Linked DNA regions of Sus scrofa: region 2 is linked to region 1. A link is a contact called in public HiChIP or PLAC-seq data. All regions are on one chromosome and are shown on one strand. Each heading gives the region's core, a stretch centred on a gene start, on an enhancer-like site or on the middle of the called end of the contact. The rest is flanking DNA. Distances are from core to core; before and after follow the strand shown.

The links. HiChIP or PLAC-seq counts read pairs in DNA pulled down with a chosen protein or histone mark.
Region 2: an H3K27ac HiChIP or PLAC-seq map of skeletal muscle shows a contact between it and region 1, with 2.6 times the contacts expected there. The contact joins two enhancer-like sites. A contact is called at or near these places in 2 of 2 datasets of contacts at active chromatin or transcription factors (alveolar macrophages and skeletal muscle).

Annotation. Positions count from the first base shown.
Region 1 is chr3:52,559,770-52,565,323 of Sscrofa11.1, reverse strand. All of the region lies in intron 3 of MAP4K4 (mitogen-activated protein kinase kinase kinase kinase 4), which reads left to right. Among named protein-coding and RNA genes, the nearest start is that of MAP4K4, 87 kb to the left of the region's middle. Within about 2 kb of position 2,968, at least 25 of the 83 cell types and tissues checked have an H3K27ac peak or open chromatin away from gene starts, as enhancers often do. A contact at or near this core is called in alveolar macrophages and skeletal muscle, where this site is marked.
Region 2 is chr3:52,851,953-52,858,294 of Sscrofa11.1, reverse strand. All of the region lies in intron 2 of RFX8 (DNA-binding protein RFX8), which reads right to left. Among named protein-coding and RNA genes, the nearest start is that of RFX8, 14 kb to the right of the region's middle. Within about 2 kb of position 2,189, at least 15 of the 83 cell types and tissues checked have an H3K27ac peak or open chromatin away from gene starts, as enhancers often do. A contact at or near this core is called in alveolar macrophages and skeletal muscle, where this site is marked.

The DNA of each region.
Region 1 (5,554 bases), core at 1,719-4,218:
CTTGTAGAAGCTTTGCAAGTACAGCGGGTTCTCAGGAGGCTCGTTGAGAGCTACTGTGATCTGGACCTCAGAGGACAGATGGATGCTGGCTGTCATATCAGCCAGAGCAGATTCTGCTGATGACTGGTATGCTTGGGGTCGTGGTCAGTACTTGAAGCGCGTTCCTTGCAGTGGGCGAAGGTGCCGGGCTGGTGCCTGCTGGGGTGCAGCGGGTTTGGGTGAGCGCCCTCCGAATCCCTGGCCCCGCGCTCCTCGGGCTGTGTAAACACCAGGCTCTGCCTGTGGTTGGGCTGGAGAGGCAGGCCTGCAGGAGCAGGCTGGCGCTAGGCCGTGTGTGTCACACCTGGGGGACGAGTCTGAGCCTCATCTGAGTGAGGTCCTGGAGGGGGAGACACATTCTTGCTCTGGCAAGAGGGGGCAAACACGCGTACTCCTGGGATAAAGCGAGGCCTGTGCAGCCCAACAGCTTTCCGTTCCGCAGTTGGAAGGGAGCACGCTGTCACATGAATGTGCTGTTCTTGTCTAGACTCAGAACAAAAGGGAGGGACACAGGCTCTCTGCACTGTGGCCTATTGTTCGTCTTGCCCTTGCTCAGAGGCCAGTCTGATGCTGCAGGCCTGGCCGTTCTGTGCTGGCTCCATCCACGTCAGGCAGCTGGCCACTCGGCTCCTCGCCCTCCCGCCCAGGACCGTCTGTGTACCAGTGTCAGCTGGCAGCTTGAGACTACTGGCCAGGAGCCCTCCTTCAAATGTGCCTTTCTTTCCTTTCCTTCTTCTGTTTTTTATCTTTCTTAACAAAGTACCTTTTCTCCTCTTCTTCTTTTTTAAATGATTTTTATTTTTTTCTTTATAGTTGCTTTACAGTGTTCTGTCAATTTCTTCTGTACAGCAAAGTGATATCATCACTCAACCTTTCTATAGATAAAGGTCATGAGGTGTACCTCTTTATTATTATTAGTATTGTTATACAACAAATCCCAGAAGAAAAGCTCAAAAAATCAATTAGAAGTCGATTAATTTATTTCAGTTAAAAAATATGACAGTGATTTTGAGGATCATCCCAGTGTCCCCCCAGATCACACCCTAATTTTTACCATCACCTCCCTAAATAGACCCCTATGATTTTTTTCTGCGATCATCCCAGTAAAAATTTAGTCTAAGTTGATCTGTTCATGTACGTGTGTCTTTACGCTTTATAGATAAAGGTACTAAGCAGCTCCCTCAACCTTGTAGAGGGTAACGTCCGCCCCCTGAGAACACCTGGTGCCAGTCAGGTAAACATGGACCTTTGACAAAGAGCCAGAGTGAGGTTCGTACCATTTCTAATACTTCTTATTTTAAAAACGTCCCCTAGATAGGGAATTAACCTTCAGTGATACAGTGTAGAGTGGCTGAAGTGACCGATAGCTTTTAAGGGCTTGTGCCAGGCAAGCTCCTGAGTACGTCACAGGAGCTGCTGGAGCTCACAGCCGAGTTGGGGACAGATGCCACCCCCATCACACCTGGACAGGAGACCACAGGCTGAGACTTCCAGCCACGCTTTGCCACTGTGAGCTCACCCCTCTTCCTTCTGAACACCACTGTCCTTTTCCTAAACATCACAGGAAGATGACTTAGGGTTAAGGCCCAACTGCTCCACAAATAGGTACCTCTGCTGGTGGTGATGACAGTGAGACACGTTTCTGTTTTGGATGAATTTATTCTCATTTAAGATGAGGCGTTTCCAACATCTGTCCGTTCTCCTGTTGTGTTCTTGGCTATTTGATAAGTAAATAGGTGGAGGAGGTTGAGGCTGGTTTGGCTGTGTCCTGCAGACGCTTTATGTTTTTCTCACGGCCACACTTGGTGACCAGGGAGATGGGGGCATTGCCCAGAGCTCCGTCGTTCACTGCCAGAACAGCACCCCCACCTTTTTTTCCTTATGCTGCATGTCCTCTGGTTCTCCTGGGAGCATGGCTGCATGTCCTATGCTTGGGATCCAACGTAGCACAGGTAACTGGTCCACAGTGCCCGCTACGTTCCAGGTTTTCAAGTCTGATGCATTGAGCAGGATGTTCTGTGTTTGATGGGCGCTTGGAGAAAACATCTCATAGGTACACAGTATTGGTTTCAGTGTCCAAGAAAATGATAGTAATGTATCATTGCAACAGAGGACTCTTGGGATGCGATCGTGTTTTACAGCTTTCTCATTTTTTTTGGAAATAAAAATATTAAAAATAACCATAGATGTGCTATGTTAATCATAAATAAGTAGCAGTGAGACCTGCTCTTCACTCTTGAATTTCATCCCTCTAGGAAAGAAAATAAAGGAGTCTTTTAAAATTACTAGTGGTTAGAAAGAGGGGGTACTCGTTTCTGGCTTTTGTTTTTAGAATTGTCACTGAACTGATTAAAATGATGTATCCTTTTTTCTCCTTTTTCCTATGAACCTATCATTGAGGCCCATAAATATTTTTCAAGGTGAATTTATAGTTTACGAGCCTTAGCGAAAGTTGGCCCTGTTCTTTAATAGTCACGTCCTGGCTTTTGCTCCAAGACAGTATTTATATCCTTTGGGAGATGAGGCCTTAGAGTTAAATTTAGTAAAGCTTGGATTTCCTCATCTGTAAAATGGAATAGTAGTTCCTACCTCTTGGGCTTTCGTTAGAATCAAAGTTATGTAATAGATGTGAAGCGTCTAGCATCTAGTTTTTACAAGGCAAAGGAGGGCTTCTTTGTTCCTTTTCTTCATAACCCATGACTTTTGCTGAAGGCTTTTAACACCCCCCCAACAACCCCCCCCCCCTCCACCGCCACCAGTTGTTGTGCTCAGGTTCTCTCAGGGCCCTCTCTGTCGTGTCCTTCTTCTGCAAGCTCCTGCCTCCGGTGGCTTCTTTGTCCCCTGCTTGTGGTCACACTGTCCAGTCCTTGGCAACCGCTTTCATCCTGCTCTCTGAGCTATGTCCTGTTGATTCACAGGCGACTCGAGAGCAGTTTCTGCATGGTCATTGCATGCTTGTGTCGTTCTCTGCCAGATTACACAGAGTGGGGAACTAACTCTTAGACTCTCATCGCCTCTCTAGGCTTGTGACAGAGCCCTGCACATGGGTGCTGCTTCTAAAGAATGTCCTGGCAGTTTTAAAGAAGAATTTCCAACATGTTTTGAGCCTTGGCTAAACAAATGTGTATGGATTGCCTTTTATAGTAATGGAGACAGCCTTATTTTAATATGTATGTATTTTTTCCTTTTGCTTTGTGGATTAGAAAAGAAAGAAACGAGAAAAGCTATCGTTTATTCTCAATGGAAATGAGAAATAGTCCTAATGGTTTTGGGCAGATGCAGTTCGAGTTTGTTGGGACTGGAAATGGTGAATGCCTACCACGGTTTCCAGGCCTTTGTTTTTGTTTCTTTAAATGCTGTTCACGGAGTTGCACTAATTCATTCGTTTAAACAGTTACTAAACACTTAGTCTTTTTAATGCTGACCGTTCTCAGATCTAGGGTGGAATAGAAAGATTAATTATGCTCTAGAAGGAGCTATTCTTGATCTCTGGTGAGGAGGGCTCTTCGTAATTGTGGACGAGCGTGCTCCAGGCAGATTCACTTCATGAATTGAGGACATTTTTCTAGTAAAACAAATAGTCGAATTAACAACAACAACAAACCCCAGGAATTTTTGTATAACCTACATCCTAAATTGCTATTTTAAAAAATATGGACATTATTTTTTAACAATTTCATCCTTTCTCCCCACCAGCTTTTTTTTTTTTTTTTTTAATTTTGGGGTTATAAATGCAAATTTTTTTTTTTAATCTTGGTGTTTCCCTTCTTGCTTCCATTCCTGGCAAACATGTTGCAAAGAGTGGGTCTTCAAGAGCATCCTCAGGTTTAGCGGCTCCCTAGGAGGCCTCCCAGGACCTGGCATGTAACTGCCCTTGGCCGCGATGTAGGCACTTCTCCTTTGATGGATGAGAGGCGCTGAGGTGATGCTCCAGGGAAAACAGACCTTCAATTCTTAATTCTTAATGTTTTGGGCTCTATTAAATATTTCTTTCCTGATTTAATTTTATTGCCTAACTGCAGGAGTTGTTTGAAAAGGTCAGTTGTGTAACTCCCCAGATTAGAAATGAGGAACTTGGAGAACTCACAGGCTCCTTGGCGTCCAGTTTCCCTGCTGTTAGGGGTCTGCAGCAAAGACTTTTCATGAAGCGCCCACCCATGGAGAATCTCGCTGTCGCACCGCTGTTGACTGCCATCCTGTCCTGGGGGCCAGCCAGCTTCCTGCTCACCCTTCGCCCTGGGAGCAGGTCCTCCCTCCTCCCTTCTGGAGGGTGGAGGCTTGGGGCGCAGTGTGCGTGGTTGGAAATGCACATACAGTTTTACCCTCTTTGGGGTTCTGTGTGTTTCTGTTGGTGCTTAAGTCCACCCTCCTGCACAGTCGGGTGATTTGGTCCCGGGGTTTGTGACTGTGCCATCTCCAGCAGCTGCTGCTTCGTGCTGGAGGGAGGTGCTGGCTGCCAGGCTGTCTCCAGGCTGCCTGTGACATCACGTCTGATCGATGGGCACAGCTGTGGGGTGTCCATGTGTGCTTGGCAGCACCCACAGCAGACACATCTGCTCTGAGAATGTGCTTATCTCCTGCAACTCTGTGGAAGTGATTTGGTGTATAATGGAATCATGCCAAGGGTGCTTACTTGATAGAGAAGAGACAGCTTATTCAGGAGCCCAAGATGGTTTTCTGTGCAGACTTGAAGATTTCGGTGAATTTCAAGGGTCATTGTCTTACCGTTTACCTGTTAATTGCTTAGCCCAGTGCTGTTGGATGTGTGCTAATTTTCTTCATCCTAAGGTCATTTTGGTAAGACAGCAGAAACATCAGTGAAGACTCTGGGCACTCAGTGATCTCAAAAGGTTTGCCGTGTCTGAGATGTGTTTCTCTGCAGCTCCTGTACAGTTTTAGAGATAATCTTTAGAGAAGATTCCACCACAGGTTTCTTTCTTTATATAGCTATTTAATGGCTATGTATCCATTTAGTTGTATTTATGTCATATGTCATAAATTTACACATACTATTTTATATACATATATTTAAAATTATGTAATTGTGAGGAAGTCTTTTCCCTGGATTGACATTTGTTTTTATAATATTTGAAAAAATTCATAATGCCATTTAAAAACACGTAAGTCTTCATAATTGGTTACTTATTTTATCTTTAAGATTTTGTGATCCACCCCCTCAATTAAGGATGTCACTGTTTTAAGTAAAATAAACCACTAAGGGGATCTTAGATCTGAGTAGAGAGCTCTAAGTTAGCCCTTTATTTATTATGGACTCTTAACTCTGAGGCATTTCTTTTTCTTCCCTTTGATTTTAAGGTTTTCCTTTTCAATATTGTAAGCCTTAGAGACCCTTAAAATTTAATCTCCGTCTTTCCCCCAGCCTGTTTCTGTGCTTGGTTAGATAAACCAATCAATCTAATGGATCCTGCAGACAGGCCAGCTGTAGCTGCAGGCTTAGCGCTGTGCCGACGAGCTAGCTAGCGGATGGCCACACATGTGAGCCTGCCGACTTGCA
Region 2 (6,342 bases), core at 940-3,439, 290 kb before region 1:
ACTACCACGTGGGGCTACAACAGCCTAGACTCTCTCCAGAGGAAATCACCAGATACAGATAGAAACTTAGGTTACTTAGAATAGAGAAAAGTGACAAACATCCTCAATTTCCAATAAGGAAAATGGTTAAATGAATTCTGGAACACCCAAACAATATTTCACATCCATTTCACAACATGCATTTAGAAATAGCTTCTTTTTTTTTTGGCCACACCCATGACACTCGAAAGTTCTCGGGGCCAGAGATCGAACCAGGGACAACGCCAGATCCTTAATTCACTGAGTCACACAGGAACTCTCACTTAGAAACATTTTAGGGTGAAAATGTTTACGATATTCTAAACGAAGATAGTTATGTATTTAACAACAAAAATGAGCGTCCTTTGGGTGCTTCCTATTTGCCAGGACTGTGCAATTCTCTTGATATATATTTTCTCATTAATTTCCTAAAATCCTCTCATGAAAAACGTACTATTATTAACACTCTGAATATGTTCACTTTACAGATGACAAAGTCGAGGCACAGAATGGTTAAATAACTCGCTCATGGTTACGACATAATTAGTCTAATTCCAGGCTTAGGGCTGTCTGTCTATCCGTCTGTCTGATCATCCACATGGCCATCCATCCACCCACATGTCAATCTTTCAGTCCATCTGTCCATGTGGTGCCAACACAAGAGGACAGGTAGTGATGACGCCAGAGACCGGAGAGCAAAGTGAACTTTGGTAACATTGGGCCCCCTGGGCACTTGTGCCATCAGGCATGCAGCTAAAGTTTGTTTTTAAAACTCCAAAAAGCCCTCAATGCAAATCACCTACCATGAGGTAGAGAGGAGGATGAGGACATGCAAGGGGGTTTCTCGTGGCAAGACCACCCCTTCCCTGAGAAGGGGATGCAGGGCGAGGTGGTCCAGTCACCTCAGGCCCCACAGAAAGGGGTTCACAGCTTGCTGGAAGGACTTACTGGGAGGACCCTGCAGTCAGTGTCTGGCACAGGACTCCGGGGAGTGGAGGGGGACAAGTGATGGCTGGCCAGGGGCACTGGCAGGCAGGCAAGGGAGCACGGCAGCTGGCTCTAGCGCATCCGCAGTCTGTTCAGGCCACGTACGGCTGATAGTTTTGGTGGCCAGAAGCTGGCCACGTGTGATGAAGGGCTGACATGTGGGAGAGCCTGGACTCTGCCCAGCAAGGCCCTGGGATGGGCAGCCAGGCTTCGGTGATTCATTTGCCAAGGCCAGGGATGCATGCTAGAATATTCCCTGTGGTGGATCTGCAGAAGCCACCAAAGGCACCAGGGGACAAGGGTCTGCCTGGGTCCCCAAAGCATGAAGCTGTGCAGTGGAAACTTTCCAGCCACTTTTACCTCCTACTCCTGGGGAGTGGGGGCAACCAATACCCAGTGGGGTGGTGGGAGAAGGGTGAGGGACAAAGAACGGGCCCCTGCGCCTGGTTCTCGGCTGGCAAGAAACCTTGCTTTAGACCTAGCTCAGAGTCTGGATGTCCTATCAGGCTGGACATGCTAAGCATCAGACATACTGTCTAGCAAACAAGAATAACCACAGGGCTTTGCATCACTCCAGGATTTCTAGAGAGTCAGGCTGCTGCTCAGATGCTCAGTCAAGAGGGAGGAAGAACCACCCAGTAAGCAGGACTGAAGGGACGTGGGAAACAAACAGAGAGGCCACTGTGATCGCTCCTCCACTCCTGCTTCCCACGTGTGTGCCTGGGCAGGGGGCCTGCCAATGAACCACACGTGTCGCTGCATCTCGGACAGTGGGGCCACAGCCGGCATTCATTTTCTTCTTTGATACACTTTTCTCCACTTCCCACATTTTCTATAAAGGGAATGTGTTATTTTATCATCAGAAACACATTGGGAAATGTTACTTTAAAAAAAGGAAGTCAGCATTTTAGAAATTCCCTCATCCATGGAAGCTACCTCCTGCCGGGGGAGGGCGATGACCGTCGCATGCCCAGGACTGCCAAGCAGAGCAAGAAACACCCCAACATCTGCACAGGAACTCAGTGTGGAATCTGGAATCTACCCCATTCCCAGGGGAGGAGGCAGGAAATGAGAAGTGGGTATTTTGTTGTTTCTCCTGTAAACACGCTTTGGGATCACATCCTTTTCCCCTTCCTGTCTCTTCTCCATTTAGTCACGGATTGAGCAGCACAGGGTCCCTTCCCAACGCCAGCGCTGCTGAAACGGCTCATTCTTTGAGCAAATTCCCCGTGAGGACTGAAAGCCAGTACCTCAGTGTCTTGGGGCGGGGGGGAATGGATTCCCAGGGAAGAAGGAACATCAAAAACGCTAAACAAATGCCCATTGTCACACACTGGAGGCTCTTTTTAACTCTTTCTTCGAACCCTCTGCCCCAGGACTGCCCCGGAAAGGAAACCACTTATGAGAAAAATCTAAGAGAGGTTTTGAAAAAGAGCCTTTGATTTCTTTACAAAGGAAGCAGGGAGAGCCAAAACATGTCAAATTAAAGGCACCCCCTTCCATGGGATAAGGCTGCCAGATAAGGAAGGCGCTGCAGGGCCAGGCTACCCAGGATGAGCAGAGCCTGGGAGGGAGTGTCCCAGGATACGGAGTGACGACAGGGGGAAATGTGGGCTGAATGATAAGACAGCCGAGGAATTCCTGGCTGCTTGGAAAACCTCACCCACAGACACCCAGCGAGCTCCAGAGCCTAAGGCCTGGCACGTGGCTTTCCTGCTCCTGATTTACTGCATGAGGATAAGAGACATGCTTTCCAACAGGCGAGCCTCTGCAGGCTGAGAAGGCGGGGGACTGGAAGAGTCTAGAAGATACTGCAGGTCAGCGCTAAGAAGCTGGAACAGAGGAAGTAGGGAACAGTCTCTCTTGGGTCCCAGCTGGACCGAGGATGACAACAATCTGACGACAAGGACAGTAGTTTGTACTGACATAGGGTGTTTCACAGTTTACCAAGCTGTTTTGGGAGGGCTAGCCTAATTTTAAATCCTGCGGAAGAAAAAAAAATACTTGAGGGTGACACATGCACCCGTACATTCATTGCAGTCCCATTCGCAATAGCCAAGACATGGAAACAACCTAAATGTCCATTGACAGATGAAGAGGTGGTGTATGTACACAATGGAATACTACTCAGCCATAAAAAAGAACAAAATAATGCCATTTGCAGCAACATGAATGTATACATCTATGTGTGACTGGGTCACATTGCTGTACAGTAGAAAATTGTCAGAGCATTATAAACTAACTATAATGGAAAAAATAAAAATCGTTAATAAAAATAAATATTTGCTTTTGCTTGACCACAAGCTTAAAATGAAACCAGCAGAGAGGGACATGGAAGGATAATAGTCAAAAGTAGCCCCCCAAATTACAAAATGAAAACAAGAGCCCCATCCTCTGAGCCCTCCTGAGATTCTGGGTTGGACCCTTGGGGACCCCACCTTTTAAAAGAAACACCAATAAATTGGAGTCTTGAGACCAGTGGGCAGGAAGGTGACCAATGGGGAGCCTGCATTCAGCAGAAGAGGGAAGCAGAGAGGTAATTGTTTTGAATATTTGAGCAGCTGTCATGTTGGAAGATTCTGCTACATATTTTATGGTTATCAAAAGTACAGAGTTTCTACTAAGGATCGTGTTTCAGGGGAGAGGATTTTGGCTAGAGGAATGGGCCTCACAATGCCAGTGTTTTGGGAACATATTTGTGAGGTAGGCTGGGACCTGGGACCTGGGACCCTTTGCTGTAGTAGCTGCAGTGCTTTGCACCTGGACTAACATCTCCTTCAGCAACAAAATGCAAAGAAACCATAAGAGACTAAAAGTAACTATGTAGCAGTTGGGGCCAATTATGGGCAAGAAGATACAAAAAAACCTAAAACCCCAACTGCCACTTCTGAAGAGCCAGAGCAAAAGCAGGGTGTCCCAGCAAAAAGCAGGTACTACGCATGCCCCCTGCACCACCAAAGGGGTGGGCAGATCACCTAAGCCAACCCTCTGGCCTGACCCCTGGGCCCACCTCAAATGAAGAACCAGCCTCAAATGAAGAGCCAGCTACTCACTCCCCAACCAGGGAGCAAGCAAGGGAAACTGTTACTTGTTTTCTCTCCCCGCTGCTGCATTAGGGGTCCCAATAAAGCCTTGCCTGAATTCTCTTGTCTGGCCTCTTATCAATTTCCGCGAAGAAAGCCAGGAGTCCCAGACGGTAACTTCGATCCACAGAACTGCTGGCAGGAGGGCAACACAGAACCACCACTTCAGAAAACGACTTGGCCTCATCCCCAGACATCACAGTCACACACACCCCTGTCAGTCTACAAGTTCAGCCCTGGACACGCATGCCCAAGAGCACTTCCACGTGCAGGCCAGACAGACACACACGGATGTTCACAACAGCAAAATCTGGAAACGGCCCGGGGCTCATCAGTGGGAGATGAGCGTGCCATATATGACACAAGTCAAGTGGATGTAGGTGAATCTGTTGCAGGAAGGGGGACCCCTTCCAGGGTCCGAGCATGGGGTCTTGGTCTAACACTTGGAAATGAACTGTTGGAGGAGACACACATGCTGTCAAAGCAAGAGGCTTTATTGGGAAGGGGGCCTGGGTGGAGAGCAGCACGGAGAGGGAACCAGGGGAAGTGCTCTGCCCTGTGGCTCGCAGTCTCAGCTTTTACATGAATGGGGTTCGTTTCTGGGTTGTCTGTGGCCAATCGTCTTGCTTGGCCCATATTTGGTCTGGTCCCGGGTCCTTCCTGGTGGCGCGCGCATCTCTCAGCCAAGATGGATTCCAGCGCCAAGGATCCTGGGAAGTTGGTGGGCTCTTCCCTCCTATGGGCCCCGCCCACACCCTCCCGGTTAGTCTTTAGGGCAGCCTCATGCTCCTAATTGGGGTCTCCTGCTGTGAGTCAGCTCATGCAAGCAGCTGCTGTCCTGCCTGGCCAAGGTGGGCAGTTTGGGTTACCAGTTCCCTAACAAACCTAATGTCATGGTAAGTGGAAAGGGTCCCCAAAGATGACAAATGACATGATACTCCTTTTCAAAAAGTCAAGCCGCAAAAATAAAAAATATGCTTTTTCAAAGAAACACATTATATAAAATAAATCGGAGAAAACCAAGTATGATATGATCTCGCTTAAGAGTGGAATCTAAATAATCACCACCACAACAAAACAAAACCTCCAAACTCACTGGTACAGGGGACAGACTGCTGGCTGCCAGAGGTTGGGGAATGGGGAGGGGGGGGCAAAGTGGGTGAAGGTGGTCAAAAGCAAAAAAAAAAAAAAAAAAAAAAAAAAGACATACAAAAGCACTAAGATGCAAAATAATGATGAAGGGGCTGGTAGTTCCCCCCATTGGGAAAGGCAGGTTGTGGGATGCAGGAAAACTGGCCCTGTGGTTCACATGGGGTGGGGGATTCATGGATGTTTATCATGCTAAGAACAGAAGAGCCAGAGGGAATTGGGCCGTGTGGATTGATGGTGAAAGCATCTCACGCATCAATTCCATTCTGCCCACAGAGGACCACTGAGAAAGAGGGAGGGAGCGGCGAGGGAGGGAGGGAGAGACTGAACTGGCATCTCTGTGGCTCCTTGTCCCCAGATCATTTCAGTCGCAGCCAGGTAGCCCCTGAAGAAGTCTGACCGGCAGGGTGTGAGGGCGGCCTTCCATCCACCTGTGCCCCGCTTGCCAAGCACACATCCTGGGGAGGGACGGTGTCTGCCTCTCCCAGCTCTGAGCCCAGTGGCTGCCTCTGCCCTGAGAGGGCATTTTTTTTTTTTTTTTGTCATAAAAAACTTCCAGCTGGAGGTGCTTCCAAAGGGCTCTTGCACTGGTTGTGGAGTTAGACCAGTGACCCCCAAGGTGTCCTGGAGGTCAAGGATAGCTGTGAGGGAATAACAGGTGGAAGAGGTCTAACTCTTTTAATTTTTTTTTTTTTGTCTTTTTTTGGCATTTCTTAGGCCGCTCCCGTGGCATATGGAGGTTCCCAGGCTAGGGGTCGAATCAGAGCTGTAGCCACTGTGCCAGAGCCACAGCAACTCGGGATACAAGTCGCATCTGCAACCTACACCACCACTCATGGCAATGCCGGATCCTTAACCCACTGAGCAAGGCCAGGGATTGAACCTGCAACCTCATGGTTCCTAATCAGATTCGTTAACCACTGCGCCACGACGGGAACTCCAGGTCTAACTCTTAATTAAGGAGGCTGGATTTGCTGCCCAAGCATTGCAACTGGCTGTGGGACCCCAGACCTTAATCCCACCTGGTTTGTTCCTTGACGTCTAACGCTTCCAGCCAGCTCACGACTGTAACACAAGACAAAGCATTAAAGATGCCAACTGTTCC